2 separate regions of the Zea mays genome follow, and region 2 is linked to region 1. Evidence: chromatin contacts called from public Hi-C data. All regions are on one chromosome and are shown on one strand. Each heading gives the region's core, a stretch centred on a gene start, on an enhancer-like site or on the middle of the called end of the contact. The rest is flanking DNA. Distances are from core to core; before and after follow the strand shown.

Evidence for each region. Hi-C and Micro-C count contacts between places; a contact is called where the count stands out from the background.
Region 2: a contact with region 1 is called in a Hi-C map of ear, with 9 times the contacts expected there. The contact joins two enhancer-like sites. A contact is called at or near these places in 3 of 25 Hi-C or Micro-C datasets (ear, leaf and root tip).

What each region holds. Positions count from the first base shown.
Region 1 is chr3:29,325,032-29,332,831 of Zm-B73-REFERENCE-NAM-5.0, reverse strand. No RefSeq gene overlaps it. Among protein-coding and RNA genes, the nearest start is that of LOC100283750, 16 kb to the left of the region's middle. Within about 2 kb of position 4,456, at least 18 of the 20 cell types and tissues checked have an H3K27ac peak or open chromatin away from gene starts, as enhancers often do. A contact at or near this core is called in ear, where this site is marked.
Region 2 is chr3:29,473,750-29,481,549 of Zm-B73-REFERENCE-NAM-5.0, reverse strand. No RefSeq gene overlaps it. Among protein-coding and RNA genes, the nearest start is that of LOC100192851, 110 kb to the left of the region's middle. Within about 2 kb of position 3,664, at least 11 of the 20 cell types and tissues checked have an H3K27ac peak or open chromatin away from gene starts, as enhancers often do. A contact at or near this core is called in ear, where this site is marked.

The sequences.
Region 1 (7,800 bases), core at 3,207-5,706:
GCCTAGGGGTCCCTTTTATAGCCCCAAGGCAGCTAGGAGCCGTTGGGAACAAATCTGGAAAGCCATCTTTGCCTTCTGTCTCGTGGCGCACCGGACAGTCCGGTGCACACCGGACACTGTCCGGTGCCCGATTTGTTTCCTTAAATGGCGAAGCCGACCGTTGCCGACCGTTGCAGATCTGGCGCACCGGACAGTCCGGTGCACACCGGACAGTCCGGTGCTTCCTTCCGACCGTTGGCTCGGCCACGTGTCGCGTGCCGATCGCGCGGCCGACCGTTGGCCCGGCCGACCGTTGGCTCACCGGACAGTCCGGTGCACACCGGACAGTCCGGTGAATTTTAGCCGAAGTCGCCGGAGAAAAAACCGAGAGCGGCCTCTTCGGCCGAGGCAGCCTGGCGCACCGGACACTGTCCGGTGCACCACCGGACACTGTCCGGTGCACCACCGGACAGTCCGGTGCCCCAGACCGAAGCAGCCCCTTGGCTGTACACAGCCAAGTCTTCTCTTCTCTTCTTCTATCTGTTTCTAACACTTAGACAAATATATTAGTACACAAAACCAATGTACTAAGGCTTAGAAACATACCTTAACTTGTGATTTGCACTTTGATCATCCTTGGGCATATTTTCACATTTAAGCACTTGTGTTTGCACTCAATCACCAAAATACTTAGAAATGGCCCAAAGGCACATTTCCCTTTCAAGTACCACACTCAGCAAAGCGTTTGTCGAGTTACCGAGCCTTTGCCGAATGACTAGGGCACTCGATAAAGAACTTTGTTCTGATAGTGGTGGTTATCTTGTTGTGGAATCCGTTGATCAACGTTGTTGTTTACCGTTTTCGTCTTAATTTTATCTCTTGACATTGTTACAATTTTCGTTTATGCTTAATTATATAATATAAAACACAAAAATATGTATGTTATGTTGGCTAGGTGGGTACGATTGTGGGGGCTTCAATCAATCGTACTCCTTCATCTATATAAAGGAAAGGTTTGGATCCGTTACAAGGCGGTTCTAGAGCTTATCCCGCATGTTTTGCTAACAAGTCCCGCAAGAAATCTAGAACCCTAACTGATTCTGCACACACGCAGAGGGTCCACGCCGCTATGGCATACAGTCCAACTGTGAGACCTGGTCGTCCGTATTGTCATTTTCAATGCTCAAATGGCTGCAAAGATCATTAGAGCCAACCTTTTAGCCCACCTGCATAATTGTTATATCTTTATTACTAATGTATACCCCACTTGTCTCTCTTATAAGTTTTTTTATTCTCATGTCTAAGCGAGCTATAAGTTTACATATCACTTCTCTCTCTTTCAATTCAGCATTTAGCCTTGTTGTAGCGTGTTATTATACTTGCTCTAAGCTATGACCAACAGATCGTGTATATGATCGTGCAAAAACACACAGTTTTACACTGCAAACAGTACTATTTAAGGAGTGAAGTTTGAAATGAGAGAGTGAACGACGACAACACGTGACGAGTAGGCGACGCATCAAAAGTTTGAAGTGAAGATAAACTTTATATCAAAACTGTAGAAATTGTCGAGGTATAAAATTTTATAAATGGCATTTTTTTAACCTGAAACGTTAGCTTTTGATCATTTTGCTCACATATTGCGGAAACCAAAGGATTCGATGCAGCATGGCGAAGAGCCATTGCCATGCATGCAGATATAACTTCCTGGCCGAAGAGAAAGCATTATTGTGTTTAATTAGGCTCCATGAAGAAGGCCAAACCTGAGCCATAGTAGTATAGTAGTGGATGTAGAGATGGCAATGGGCCCCGATTCCTCGCGGGGAATTCCTCCATTACGGGATGGAGATGGGGAAGGTTCTCCCCCCACGGGGATGTAAACGGGGAAAAATCCTCCCCCGATGGGTAAATGGGGACGGGGATGGGGAAACATTCCCCATCCCCGTTCCCCGCGGGGACCCGTTAAACTTGTATATGGTGATGTTTTCATGTAATATATAATGATAAAAATAAATAATTACATTGTTAAGAGATAACTCGTTGTACAAATATGCTTATTTTGATGTACATATAATGAGTTCTAACATCTGACTATATAAGTGATAATGTTTTGTATTAATAACAAAGAAAGTATGTCATAATTATAATTTAAACGGGGACGGGGATCCCCGATGGGGATTTATCCCCGCGGGGAACGAGGATGAAGAAGAAATGCTCCCCGCAAGAGTTTGTGGGGATCCCTGCGGGAATTTTTTTTGTCGCGTGGCCCCGTTGCCATCCATAAGTGGATGCGACGACGCGACCATTGCGGCGTGAACCGTGCGCAGCATGATACACGCAACAAGATCGGGCCGCCACGTGTTCGTTGAGAAAGGATCCATTTAGGGATGGCAAGGGGGAAATCCCCGTCGGGTTTTGGCTCCCCGTACCTATCCCAGCGACAAAAATTTCCCCGCGGGGATCCCCACGAACTCTTGCGGGGGGCATTTCTTCTCCATCCCCGTTCCCCGCGTGGATAAATCCCCATCGGAGATCCCCTTCCCCGCTTAAATTATAATTATGACATACTTTCTTTGTTATTAATATAAAACATTATCACTTATATACATTGTCAGATGTTAGAACTCATTATGTGTACATCAAAATAACATATTTATACAACGAGTTATCTCTTAACAATGTAATTATTTATTTTTATCATTATATATTACATGAAAACATCACCATATATAAGTTTAACTGGTCCCCGCGGGGAACGGGGATGGAGAATGTTTCCCCGTCCCCGTTTACCTATCGGGGGAGGATTTTTTTTCCCGTTTACATCCCCGCGGGAGAGAACCTTGTTCGGTTATTTCCAATACACATGGATTGAATGGGATTGGAAAAAATTCTTAAGAAATTTGACTTGTTTGGGATTCAAACTCATCCAATCTCACTCAATCCACATGGATTGAGAGCTAACCGAACAAGCCCTAATGGAGGAATTCCCCGCGAGGAATCAGGGATCAGGGCCCATTGCCATCTCTAGATCCATTGCTCGGCTTCGGCGCTTCGCAAAATAAAGGTATCCACAAAGTCAGCCAGCCAGCTCCAAGTCCCAACAGCGCAACACATTTCTGTTTCCCCGTTAAAAGTCGAGAACAAGTACTGAGGCTTGGCAATTAAAGTTTTTCACGAAGTTAGCCGATACTTCTCCATCGATTTTCTTTTTTTTTAAAAAAAAACAAGTAACTGCATTGCTTCTTCTCTTAGAAATCCTGGACAATCACCGTGTTTCTGAACCATACTTTTAATTTATACCTACAATATACTTCCCACGATCGGGATCTACTTTGGAAAAAGTAGTGGACCCGCTGATGGATACGGTTGCGGTTGCGGTTGCGGTTGCGGGTGGTGTTGGGTAGTGTGCGGCGGCCGGTCCGGCTCCGGCAGGTCATGTGAGTTCCTGACAGTATCATGCGTGGCGAGGTAGTACAAGCGTACCATTCCCCCTCTGAACCGGATGGAAGGTTTAGGCTGAGCCCGCTGAGGAGGGTTCGCGTCACCTACTCAACCGGCCTCTGCCGTCCGGTCAATGTATAATCCGGGATTCCGGGTCTCATCTGGCTCGCCGAGTGGTCTATGGCCCCTTTGGCAGGGCTCTGGCTTCTCCAAAAACAGCTTTGACTCTGGCTCACGAGTTGAAGCGACTTCTTTAGATGAGCCAAAGCCATTCTAAAAAATCATTTGGCAAAACGGCTTATAGGTTGTTTTTCAGAAAGACCCTTGTATAGTTTATCTCTCCTGTACGTGGCTAGGGATTGCGGGCAGGACCAAAAAAAATAATTTGGACTGGTGGGAGAGCTATTGTGCAAAAATGACGTGAGCTGAAGCCGGGTGAGCCACTTTTTTTGGCTCATGTCCTCTAGTTCATTTTGGAAAAGCACTTCACTGGTGAAGCTATTTGAAAAAGAGGTGTTTGACATAACTTTTGCATAAGCCAGAGCCGAAGCTGAAAAATAAGCCCTACCAAAGGGCCCTATATATGTCAGCCGGCCTGAGTTCTGCACTGCGCGCAGACGTTTTATCTTCAAGCGATCCAAGTTCCACTGGACCCTGAAAATTCAAAAAAACAAAAACAAAAACAAAACAAAACTCGGCACGCTCATAACATAGAGTGGGGGGTAGGGGTACAGGTACAGGCGTACAGCCCGAAAGGAGCTGGGGAGATGTCAGATGTCACGGCTTTCGTCGCACGGCAGCCCTATATAAACGCTCAAGTGGTGATTACTGATCGTCCTGGTACAGTCAGTGCGTACTTACCGGTGTTAGTAATATATAAGATCGATGTGGGCTGAAAATGAGAGAGAGAGAGAGTATAGTAGTAATCTGTAGCGTAGGCTAGCACAACCAGTGGCACTCGGTGATAGGAGCTTCCAGCTTTGGGTGACACGTGGTACGGCGGCGGCGGCATCCACGTATGGTTCCACACCCCTCCACTCTGTCTATCCCTGTTGCTGCGGCGTGGCAGCCCATGAACGATGATGGGCCGGGCGGTGGCTCTGCCATGCGATGCAAATTGCAACAACGACCAATACAAAAACGTGGATCGAAAATCATGTCTGGTCCCCACAAGGCAAGGCCCCCCTCAACCCTATGACAGAGCATGCATTTCGCCTCGAACCTCCATCGAGGCCGGTGGCACGACGGGACCCCGCTCACTCGCTCCGCAGAGTTGTCCCCAATCACATGCGCCGCTCATGTCATGCACCCCGTAGCGTAGCTTCTCTACTACTGCCTACGCTTCGCAGCTCGCTCCGCCTGCCCGTCCGTGCTTTGGCAGTGAAAAGCTCTATACCGCGCTCTGCCGCGATAGATGGGTCGTGGTCCCGTCGCCCCGCCAGCCCGCCTGCCTGGCTCTGGCTGCTGCAGTGTGCTGCTAGGCCTAGGCGCGTGCTAGCTCGCCCCCATCCCCCGTCCCCCCAATGCCAAGGCAATGCAAGGGCTCCTCCTCCACTAGCGGAGCAAAAGCGCTATCCCCATCCATCCGATCCGATGCGATCAGCTGCGGCCAGCGCATTTTGCAGGTGTCGTCACTTTGCATCTCGCAGGCCACAATTCCTCTCGGCATCTACCGTTGCCTCCCCACCCCCACCCGTGTCGTCCTCAGAGCCGGACCTTCTTTATCCCTTCCCTTCTCGGCTCCATTCCACCAAACGCTCATGAATACCGTTGGTTGTTGCGTGGCGGGATTCAATTCCACACATGATTGGTCGATCGAACCTCAGATGCTCGCTGCTTGATTGCTCGGTGTTACTTTCTCTCGTGTCCATAGGCAGAGCCGCTGCCGCAGCCGTCTCTCCGATCCGCGTGTCCGCCGCTCTGGCCTGCTGGAAAAGGCGAGGCGAGGCCAGGCGTGAATAAACCTCAGAGGCGAAGGACAGCAGCAGTTGCATTGCATGATCCAAGTCCAACCCCACCCTGGCCGCTGCAGCTGCAGGCTGCAGCCTGCATGCGGTTGCGGTACGTGAATCTCGTCTCGCTACCTGCGGTGTGGTGTGCATTTGCCACCACATTCGTCAACAAGTTTGCTTAAAATTTCAAAAATGGTTTCTCGAAACATCGCAACACAGATTGTCAACATACGAAAACATGCCGAGCAGGAGAGCTCTCTTTTTTTTTATCTCTCTCTAAACTTTTCAGTGTCATATATATGCACAACAGAAAGCGGTACAAAAAGAGGGCGAGGGCTGGGGCTGGGGCTGGTCCCGGCTCTCCCCCACCGGCCCACACCTCCCACGGCCCACCGTCCTTCCTCTCTCTCTCTCTCTGTCTCTTGTTTGGTCTTTCTGTCCCTGCGCAGCGAGGCCCACCACGCCCACGAGCCCCACCACTGCCACCAGCCCAGGCCCAGCTCAGCACATCACCAGGCCAGAGTCCAGACCAGACACCAGACCACACATGCCGCTAGTGGTACCGTTGCTAGTTGCTGCTATGCTACCCATCATCAAGAGTCAATCATTTTCTTCTGAGACGAGGGGGAAAATAAAAAGAATCATCAAATCCACGAGAGATACACATAATACACCACTCGCAAACGCTAGGACTCTGTACTGGGGGCTGGGCAGCGCAGCAAATGGTGGGTGGGTGGGTGGGTGGGGGCAGCGCTCACTGGGATTTTGAATTGCGTCCCTCTGTAGTATGCAGCAGCCAGCAGGAGAACCATACGGGAGGGCGGGGAGTTGCAGCAGGTCTGCCCTGCAACGCCGCAACCGCAACAGCGACGCAGCAGATTCCTCCCACTCCCACTCTCACCTCACGCACGCACAGTCGGCAGAGGTAGTGCAGCGTCGTCTTCTTCTTCTTCGTATCGGTACGAAACTGTGTACCGCCGCTGATCGCTAATCATGGAGACGGAGCTGGATCGCGGACCTCTCTCACCTCTGCGCAGGGCAGTCCATCGTCCATGGCTCGGTTCAGATGGCCCTCCTGCCCCTGCTGCTGCTGCGACGAGGCTTGAAGAGAGTTGCAGGATGGATACGGCACAGTGGAGGTGCATGTGGGTTAAAAGGAAGGAAGAGTAGCCTGGCCGCCGTATGCCGACGACTCCTTCACTACACCGGTGTGTGTCTGTGTGTGTAAATGACGATGTGCAGGGCAGGACAGTCCCCAGCTCCCGCCCGCCGGGCCGAGGTATCTCACTGTGCGCAGCTTTTCAACGAACAACAGACGCGGGATGGACGGCCGTGTCACGCGCCACCGGGGCCGGACGTACGTACGGTTGCCGGCCGCCATGCATGGCCCTGCCCAGCTGCAGCAGCATCAGCCAATCAAGGCAACGAACCGCCCGAAACCGAAAGCCATGCGCAGGCAGAAAGCGTTGGGAGGAGAGGAGCACACGGAGGAGGAGGCAGCTGTGCCTGTGCGGCTGATCGGACCAGCCTCCAGGTCCGGCGACAGCGGCTGCTAGCTAGCTAGTGCCTCCATCTCCGTATCTCGTGCCCCGCGCGTCCACCTATCTGCAGATTCTTTTTTTTAAATATACTTTTATCAATGTTTTAAGATAGTGATTATATACGTCGCTATTGACTGAGATTGATGTTTTGGCTGAATTACTGTAGATGGATCGTTTAGTTCGATTATTCCATGCATGGGAGGAAGTTAAAAGGAGATGGAAAGCTTGAAACCATGAATGAAGTTTCTCAGATCTTTGGTACGCCTCCAACTTCTGATATGCTTTGCTTAGCGGATGCACTAGTACACAGAGCCTCTATAGTGGCGGTTCTAGAGACGTTTGCACTGGCGTGTTTTTCAGTGCCGCCAGTGCTAGGGGCCAGTGGAAATCGCCATTTTCACTGGCGGTTATTCAAGAACCGCCAGCATTTCCACTGGCGGTTTTATTAAGAAAACCGTCAGTGGTAATGCTATTTTCACTGGCGGTTTGTTTTATTTAGCCGTCAGTGGAAAGGTTTCCCGCCTTTTTTAAATTTTCGTACTGAAATTTATATATTTACACACACAAACACACACACACACACACACACATATATATATATATATATATATATATATATATATATATATATATATATATATTGATAAACATGTAGTATTGATATTAAAAGCAACATGGAATTAAATTATATCATACATTTATATACATCAAAGTCTTGTTTACAACCATGTATGCATCACACATTATATACATCAAAGTTTTCACTTAAGCTCTAATAACTATCTCGGCTAAGAGATAGTCTACTAATTTCTGTTAGTATTCTAAACTCTGGCAAAGCTAATATTCCGGAAGCATCGTGATATTTCCCTTCTGCGGGAATGACCTCT
Region 2 (7,800 bases), core at 2,415-4,914, 150 kb before region 1:
AGAAGTGCCAGAAAGAAGGATGCTCCGAACCCAGTTGATCCACCTAGGACCGAAACCTTTGTGAGTCAGCACCTGAATAATCAGTTCATGCTCAACAGTGTCAAAAGCCTTTTCGAAGTCCAGTTTGAGCACAATGATTTCTTTCTTTGAGGAGTGGCATAAGTGAATGTATTCATAGGCCCAAGCCAAGCAGTCCTGAATAGATCTTCCCTTGATGAAACCATATTGGTTCTTATGAATTAACCGAGACATGAACGGTTGCAGACGGTTTGCCAATAGCTTCGTTAAGATTTTCATACTATTGTTTAATAGTGAAATTGGCCTATAATCTCCCACCTTCTGCGGATTCTCCTTCTTCGGGATCAAAACAATGAAGGACCCATTGATACTTCTTATGCAGACCTCACCGTGATAGAATTTTTCACAAAGATCATAGAAATCTTGTGCAATGATATGCCAACACTTCTTGATGAAGTATGTCTGTTCTGTCATACTAAACTTGACTACTTTGTTTTGAAGTAAACCTTGCAAAGCTTTGTACGAGGTTACTTTAAATTCTGGTTTAGTCTGATTCAAAAAAAATTATGTTATTGTCAAGTAAGGCATTTGCTACTCCTGTTGCTCAACGATATATTTTTGTGCTATAGCCAGCACTACTATATACTTCATCATATCCTATTGCAGGTTCACGTTGGACACAATCTCAAATTGGAGGTGCAACACCGCCCTCGAGAAAAAGGGAAAAGGGAGGCGACCGCGACGGTGGTGACCCCGGCCTCCACGTGTCTACCCCCTTCTTCCATTTTTGGTTCGACGTCTTGAACAGGTACTGAACGTTCTTCTCCACAGCGCATCCTTCAATCTGCCCCTATCAAACGTCGTCGTGTGCTCCTGTTAACGATGTTCACAATATTATACTTTACAGTGTCATATGATTTCACGCAGAAATACACAGAAAAGGAGGGGGGTTTAAAAGATTAAAGTTACCTCTATGATTTAATCGTGAAGATCTTGGTCAGAAATGAACATAAGCATTTGCTTTTCATCACTTACATATAGGGAATCATACCCCTTCTCACTGTACCTAGCGATCTCATCTCTGCGAGCGTAGGAAAACACAATAAGACAAAATCAAATAATCTATAGCAAGAGAAGCCCACTCACCTAGCTGTTTTGGCGATAAGGTCCATGACGTAAACATAGGTCTCATGTGGGACAGCCTGCCAAACCCTTAACACTCGGTTATAGACACCCTCCATGAAGGAATGCTTAAGCTCTACTGCATGCTTGCTGCAAGGATGCTCAAGTGCCTTGACAGGTAAAAGTTCCAGCTCAGTGTGGAATTCGGCAATTCTATTATGAATCAACAACCTGAGAAGACTGAGTCTCAAAATTGGGTACTCCTCTGGCGATGGGGGAACTATGCCACTGCATAAATATATATCACTTGGTATCAAATTTACAATGTTTAGCATAATACAATCCTGGCGTGTTCCTAAAAAATACCCTAGAGGTAATGTTTGATTCTATTCATAGTTACTTATGAATATGTTTCATTCCTAGAAAGGCAAGGCTACACACAATTTCCAATTTGACCGTACCTGACGGCATTTGTGGGGAGATATGTGCATATGAGATTGGAGATGTGAGGATTTGGGATAGAGAGAGACAGAGAGATGAATAGCGACAAAAAAGATTTTCGGGTTTGTTCCTTTGTTTTCTGCCAATATAAAAAATTGTGGGAAATCCTCTGGGTGTTTCAGTTTGTTATTCTTCCATAGTTTGGAAAATAGCTGTGCTGACTCATCGTTGCATTCTCTTACGTCTGCTTACCTGCTTGTCTGTAGTACTTATTCAGGACTCATATTTTTTGAAGAGAACCAGTCACAGGTACAGACTGTTGTTGCAGAATGGCTGGAAGCCGAAAAGCTATAGCGGGGTTGTGCTCGAGTGTTGGAACTTCAACATCGCCGTCGACACCGAGGTTGTCGAGAAGGGGTGTGCCACACACACACACTATCTTATCCCCCATCTTCCAGCGACCCTGACCAATCCTAAGTAGTTGTTGTACATTGTGTCAGCCATGGCTTCATCGGGTGGTCTTCTGCTGTTCGTCAGTGCCATCAATGAGAAGAGCGACAAGGAGATCATGAGGGAGATTTAGTCCATCATGCACAAGATCGCGTCTTGCATCACCTACCTCCCCTACCTCGACAAGCCGTGTAAGCACCGCAACCAACATTCAATCGTTCCTGTATTTCACCTTCCTTTTGGGATTGTTGTTGTAAGCCTGCAACTGCAATGGTGGCTGACTCTGTTCTCCTATCCTCCCGTGCCAAACTGGTCAAGCGTGTTTGACATGCTGGCATGTTATTGATGTCTTGTGTGTTTGTGCTGTTTTGCTATTTAATTGATCCTGAGTTAAGGAAATATTATCTAATCTATGTAATAATTAGTCATAATATGTTTCTTAATTGACATCCTTTCTTGCTGCTGTTATAGTGTTATATATTGAGCTGCTTATTGTTGTTGCACTTTGTAGCCGTGTCTCTGTACAAACTTACATGTTTTACTTGCAGCCTGTAATTGACCTTCAAATGTTATTTATCTACAGGTTTACAACAATAGGGCCGCCTGTTACACCAAGTTAGGAGAAAATTGAGAAGAAAAGGTTCTAACCGTTCGCAACATGTTTTTCTTAAATCTCCAAGCACGTTTTTTTAACATGTAGCTTGCTCCAGGAAGGAAATGGAATATGCAAATTGGCAGAACTTTGATCGGCTCAAAGCCTCAAACTCAACCCAACACCTAGATGTTCCGACACATGCATCAGTAAACAAACCCATTAATTTCCTGAAAAGAGATCAATGAACTTTTTCCACACAGTTTTACTGTACCAACTACTCTGTGGTTTATGCATCAGCCACGCACTTATCAGCTCCACCCAGTAGCGTGTCCTCTATTTGTGCGTGCGCTCATCACCATGCCATGAGCCATGAGCCATGAGGGAGCGAGACCCGGTTCTAGCGCAACAAGTGAACGATCTCCGACGCGATGCCCAGCTTCTCCTCAGTCACCCGGTTCACCTTCTCCAGCGGCGACGCGATCCCCTGCGCGTCGAAGAGGCCCTGGCACTTCTCGGGGAACACGCGCAGGGAGCTCACAGCGTCGGCCACGCGGTTGTCGTACGCCGGCATGTAGGTCACCCTGGCCAGCGCGCTCGCCGCGGCGCGGAGGCAGTCCAAGTACAGCGCGTTGCACCTAGCCACCAGGCGGTCCGCTGGCGTCCCTCGCGGCCTCGCGCCCCGTAGCTGAGGTCCAACGAGTGCAGCCTAGCGCGGAGCGCCGATCTCCTGGCGGCCTTCAGCCCGATGATGGCGAGCTCCCGGACCGTCGTGGCGCTGCGGCTCTGGTTGCTGGACTCGAGCAGGGACACGCAGAGGCGCTGGTTGGACGTCCTGCCACAGGTCTGGGCGACCAGGGACGTGCAGGCGGACGATCCGGGGAGGAAGGAGGCTGCGGCGGCGATGCCGAGCAGAGCGGCGAGGAGAACCTTGTGGTTTCCGGGTGATGTTCTGCTCGTTGAAGCGGCCATTGCCGTGGCCCCTGATGGACCGTGGACCTTAAAACTGAAAAGAGACCCTGGAAGTCCTGGACGTGTGTGTGCAAGCACTCTTGTCTGTACGTCCTGCATTTATATATAGTTGTACATATACGATCAAGATGCATGGGAGTTCATCGAGCTTAAGTGGCACTGGTCGCAGTAAATGTTTTTTAACGAACATTAATTACTTTAACGCACACCAAAATTAAGACGTATGGAAGAATCATCAAGTTGAACAGTCCATGAGAATGGTTTTTTTCCATGTACCTAGTTTTTTTTTAAAAAAACAGGATTATAGGTCAAGAATGCACTAAAGCACTTTTACATTGCATAATTATGTATTTCAACGTGTTATTGCTAGATATGTTTCATTTAGGGGCCGTTTGGGACCGCTCTAGAGAGCTCAGACTCCTGGCCAACCGGCGGCCGACAGCTCACATGCAAGCAACAGTCAACAGATGATGCAGCGGCCCCGGCTTCCCTTCCGAGAGTCACACGAAGGTCACAACACGACCAAAGCTGGAGCACTAGAAAGAGCAGGAGGAGTCAGAGTACTTGAGCCCTCTCAAAGAGGCCCTTAATTACAATAGCAAAATCAATTAGCGTGGTCATATGTTTTTCAACATAACAAAAAAAAATACATATGTTGTAATGTTTTAAATGTTGAAGGCAATGATACCTAAAACCTACTACACGAGATCTTACCCTATTGGGCTTGTTCGGTTATTTTCAGTCCATATGGATTGAAAAGGATTGATACGGATTGACAGAGATTTTGATTTACTAGGGATTGAAACCCCATCAATCCTCCTCAATCCATATAGATTGGGGTAGAACGAACAAGCCCTTAGTACGGTAGAAAGAACGTATACAAAAGTTTTGGTGATTCTCATCTTAATACGGTAGAAAGAACGTATACACTTGTCGGGGACCATAATTAGGGGTACCCTCAAGACTCCTAAATCTCAGCTGGTAACTCCCATCAGCACAAAGCTGCAAAGGCCTGATGGGTGCGATTAAGTCAAAGGTCGGTCCATTCGAGGGACGCGATCACGTCTCGCCCGAGCCCAGCCTCGGGCAAGGGCAGCCGACCCCGGAGGATCTACGTCTCGCCCGAGGACCCCCTCCAGCAACGGACACACCTTCGGCTCGCCTGAGGCCCAGTCTTCACCAAGAAGCAACCTTGGCCAAGTCGCCACGCCAACCGACCAAATCGCAGGGGCATTTAATGCAAAGGTGGCCTGACACCTTTATTCTGACGCGCGCCCTCCGGTTGACAGAGCCGAAGTGACTGTAGTCACTTCGCCGCTCCACTGACCGGCCTGACAAGAGGACAGCGCCGCCTGCGCTGCTCTGACTGCTGTGCCACTCGACAGAGTAAGGCTGACAGCAGCCAAGTCCGGCCTCAGGCGCCATAGGAAACTCCGCTTCGCCCGACCCCAGGGCTCGGACTCGGGCTCAGCCCCGGAAGACGACGAACTCCGCTCCGCCCGACCCCAGGGCTCGGACTCGGGCTCAGCCCCGGAAGACGACGAACTCCGCTCCGCCCGACCCGGAAGACGACGAACTCCGCTCCGCCCGACCCCAGGGCTCGGACTCGGGCTCAGCCCCGGAAGACGACGAACTCCGCTTCGCCCGACCCGAGGGCTCGGACTCGGGCTCAGCCCCGGAAGACGACGAACTCCGCTCCGCCCGACCCCAGGGCTCGGACTCGGGCTCAGCCCCGGAAGACGACGAACTCCGCTCCGCCCGACCCTAGGGCTCGGACTCGGGCTCAGCCCCGGAAGACGACGAACTCCGCTCCGCCCGACCCCAGGGCTCGGACTCGGGCTCAGCCCCGGAAGACGACGAACTCCGCCTCGCCCGACCCCTGGGCTCGGACTCGGGCTCAGCCCCGGAAGACGACGAACTCCGCTCCGCCCGACCCCAGGGCTCGGACTCGGGCTCAGCCCCGGAAGACGACGGTCTCCGCCTCGCCCGACCCAGGGGCTCGGACTCGACCTCGGCCTTGGAAGACAGACTCGACCTCGACCTCGGAGGAGCCTCCACCTCGCCCAACCCAGGGCTCAGACCGACCACGTCAACAGGAGGCGCCATCATTACCCTGCCCCAAGCTGACTCAGGCTACGGGAAACAAGACCGGCGTCCCATCTGGCTCGCTCCGCTATACGAGTAATGATGGCGCCCCGCACGCTCTATGACGACGGCGACTCTCAGCCCCCTTACGGAAGCAAGAAGACGTCAGCCAGGACTCGACAGCCCCGACAGCTGTCCTTCCGCCAGGCTCCGGCGCTCCTCCAACGGCCACGACACCACACGAACCGGGTGCCAAAACCTCTCCGGCTGCCACGATGGCATGTACTTAGGGCGCTAGTTCTCCTCCGCTAGACACGTTAGCACATTGCTACACCCCCATTGTACACCTGGATCCTTTCCTTACGCCTATAAAAGGAAGGTCCAGGGCCCTCTTACAGAGGGTTGGCCGCGCGGAGAAGGACGGGATGGCGCTCGCGTGAGGCCGCTCGCTCCCTCCCGCGTGGACGCTTGTAACCCCCTACTGCAAGCGCACCCGACCTGGGCGCGGGACAAACACGAAGGCTGCGGGATTTCACCTCTCACGCCTGTCTCCCTCCGGCTTCTTCCCCCCTTCGCGCTCCGTCTCGCGCCGACCCATCTGGGCTGGGGCACGCGGCGACAATTTACTCGTCGGTCCAGGGACCCCCCCGGGTTCGAAACGCCGACAGTTGGCGCGCCAGGTAGGGCACTGCTGCGTGTTGACGAACAACTTCCCGTCAAGCTCCAGATGGGCAGTCTCCAGCAACCTTTCCAGCCCCGGGACGGTGCTCCGTTTTGGGAGTCTTGAGTTCATGTCCCTCGACGGCAGCTACGACATGATACTCCTTCCCCCGCCGCGCGACAGCGACAATGGCAGCCGACAACCCGCCTGCCGGCGGCGGAATCGACGACGTCTTCCCCGCGCGGTGGAAGAACAACATTCGAGCTCGCCCCGTCCCCTCCCCCGCCGACGGAGGAGGAGGCGGGGCAACCAAGGCCAAGCAGGAGGCGGCACCTCGTCGGCTGTCGAGCGAGTCGACGGCGCCGGCACCCCAACGGGGGGCACGTCGGGCATCGACCTCGCGTCTGAGACGAAGACGAGCGCCGTCTCCCCGCAACACGCCAACCCCAAGCAAACGGACGACGCCAACACGCTCGCAAGGGACTTGCTGGGCGTCACCCTCATACCTGAGACGGCGGTGCAGTCTACCCCTGACGTGACTTCGTCACCGCATGTCGACCAAGAGGTACCGACCGATTCCCATCTCGCTCCTTTTGGATTCAGCCTCAACCCACCAAGCGACTTCGCTTTGGTGGACGCTCTCATAGAGGCGAGTCCAAACCCTCTGGGGTATCGTATGCGGTCACCCTGGGACCGGTTGACGGCCGTCTCGACCTACGGGCCCTCGGGGTCCGAGGAAGATGACGAGTCCGACTTCTGTTGGGATTTCTCCGGACTTGGTAACCCCAATGTCATGCGGGACTTCATGACCGCATGCGACTATTACCTTTCCGACTGTTCCGACGGTAGCCGCGGCCTCGGCGACGAGGACTGCGACCCAAGTCGTGAATGTTTCCACGTCGATCTAGGGGGTCCCGACGAAGGCAACCATCTTGGTATGCCGGAGAACGGTGATCTCCCTAGGCCTGTGCCTCGCATTGACATCCTTCGGGAGCTAGCTGTGGTCCCCGTCCCGGCGGGGGGTCATGACCCACAGCTCGAGCAAATCCACGAGATGCAGGCCACGCTCGACGAGGGGGCAGGAACACTTGAGCCGATCCGTTGGGACATCGGGCAGGAATGGGCGGGCCGACCTCCGGCCGGAGAAGTGCGTCATCTACCCTAGGGTATCCAGCACCGCATCGCCGACGATGTCAAGGTAAGGCCGCCACCGACTTCCAATGGAGTCGGCCAGAACCTGGCTGCAGCGGCAATACTTCTCCGCGCGATGCCGGAGCCATCAACCACCAAGGGGCGGCGAATTCAGGGAGAGCTCAAGAATCTCCTGGAGGATGCCGCGGTCCGACAGGCCGAAAGCTCCGCCTCCCGAAGGCAGGGGTACCCCTCGGAACATCGCGCCGCAACTTCCTGATTCATGCGGGAAGCCTCGATCCACACCGGATGCACGTGCAACACAGCG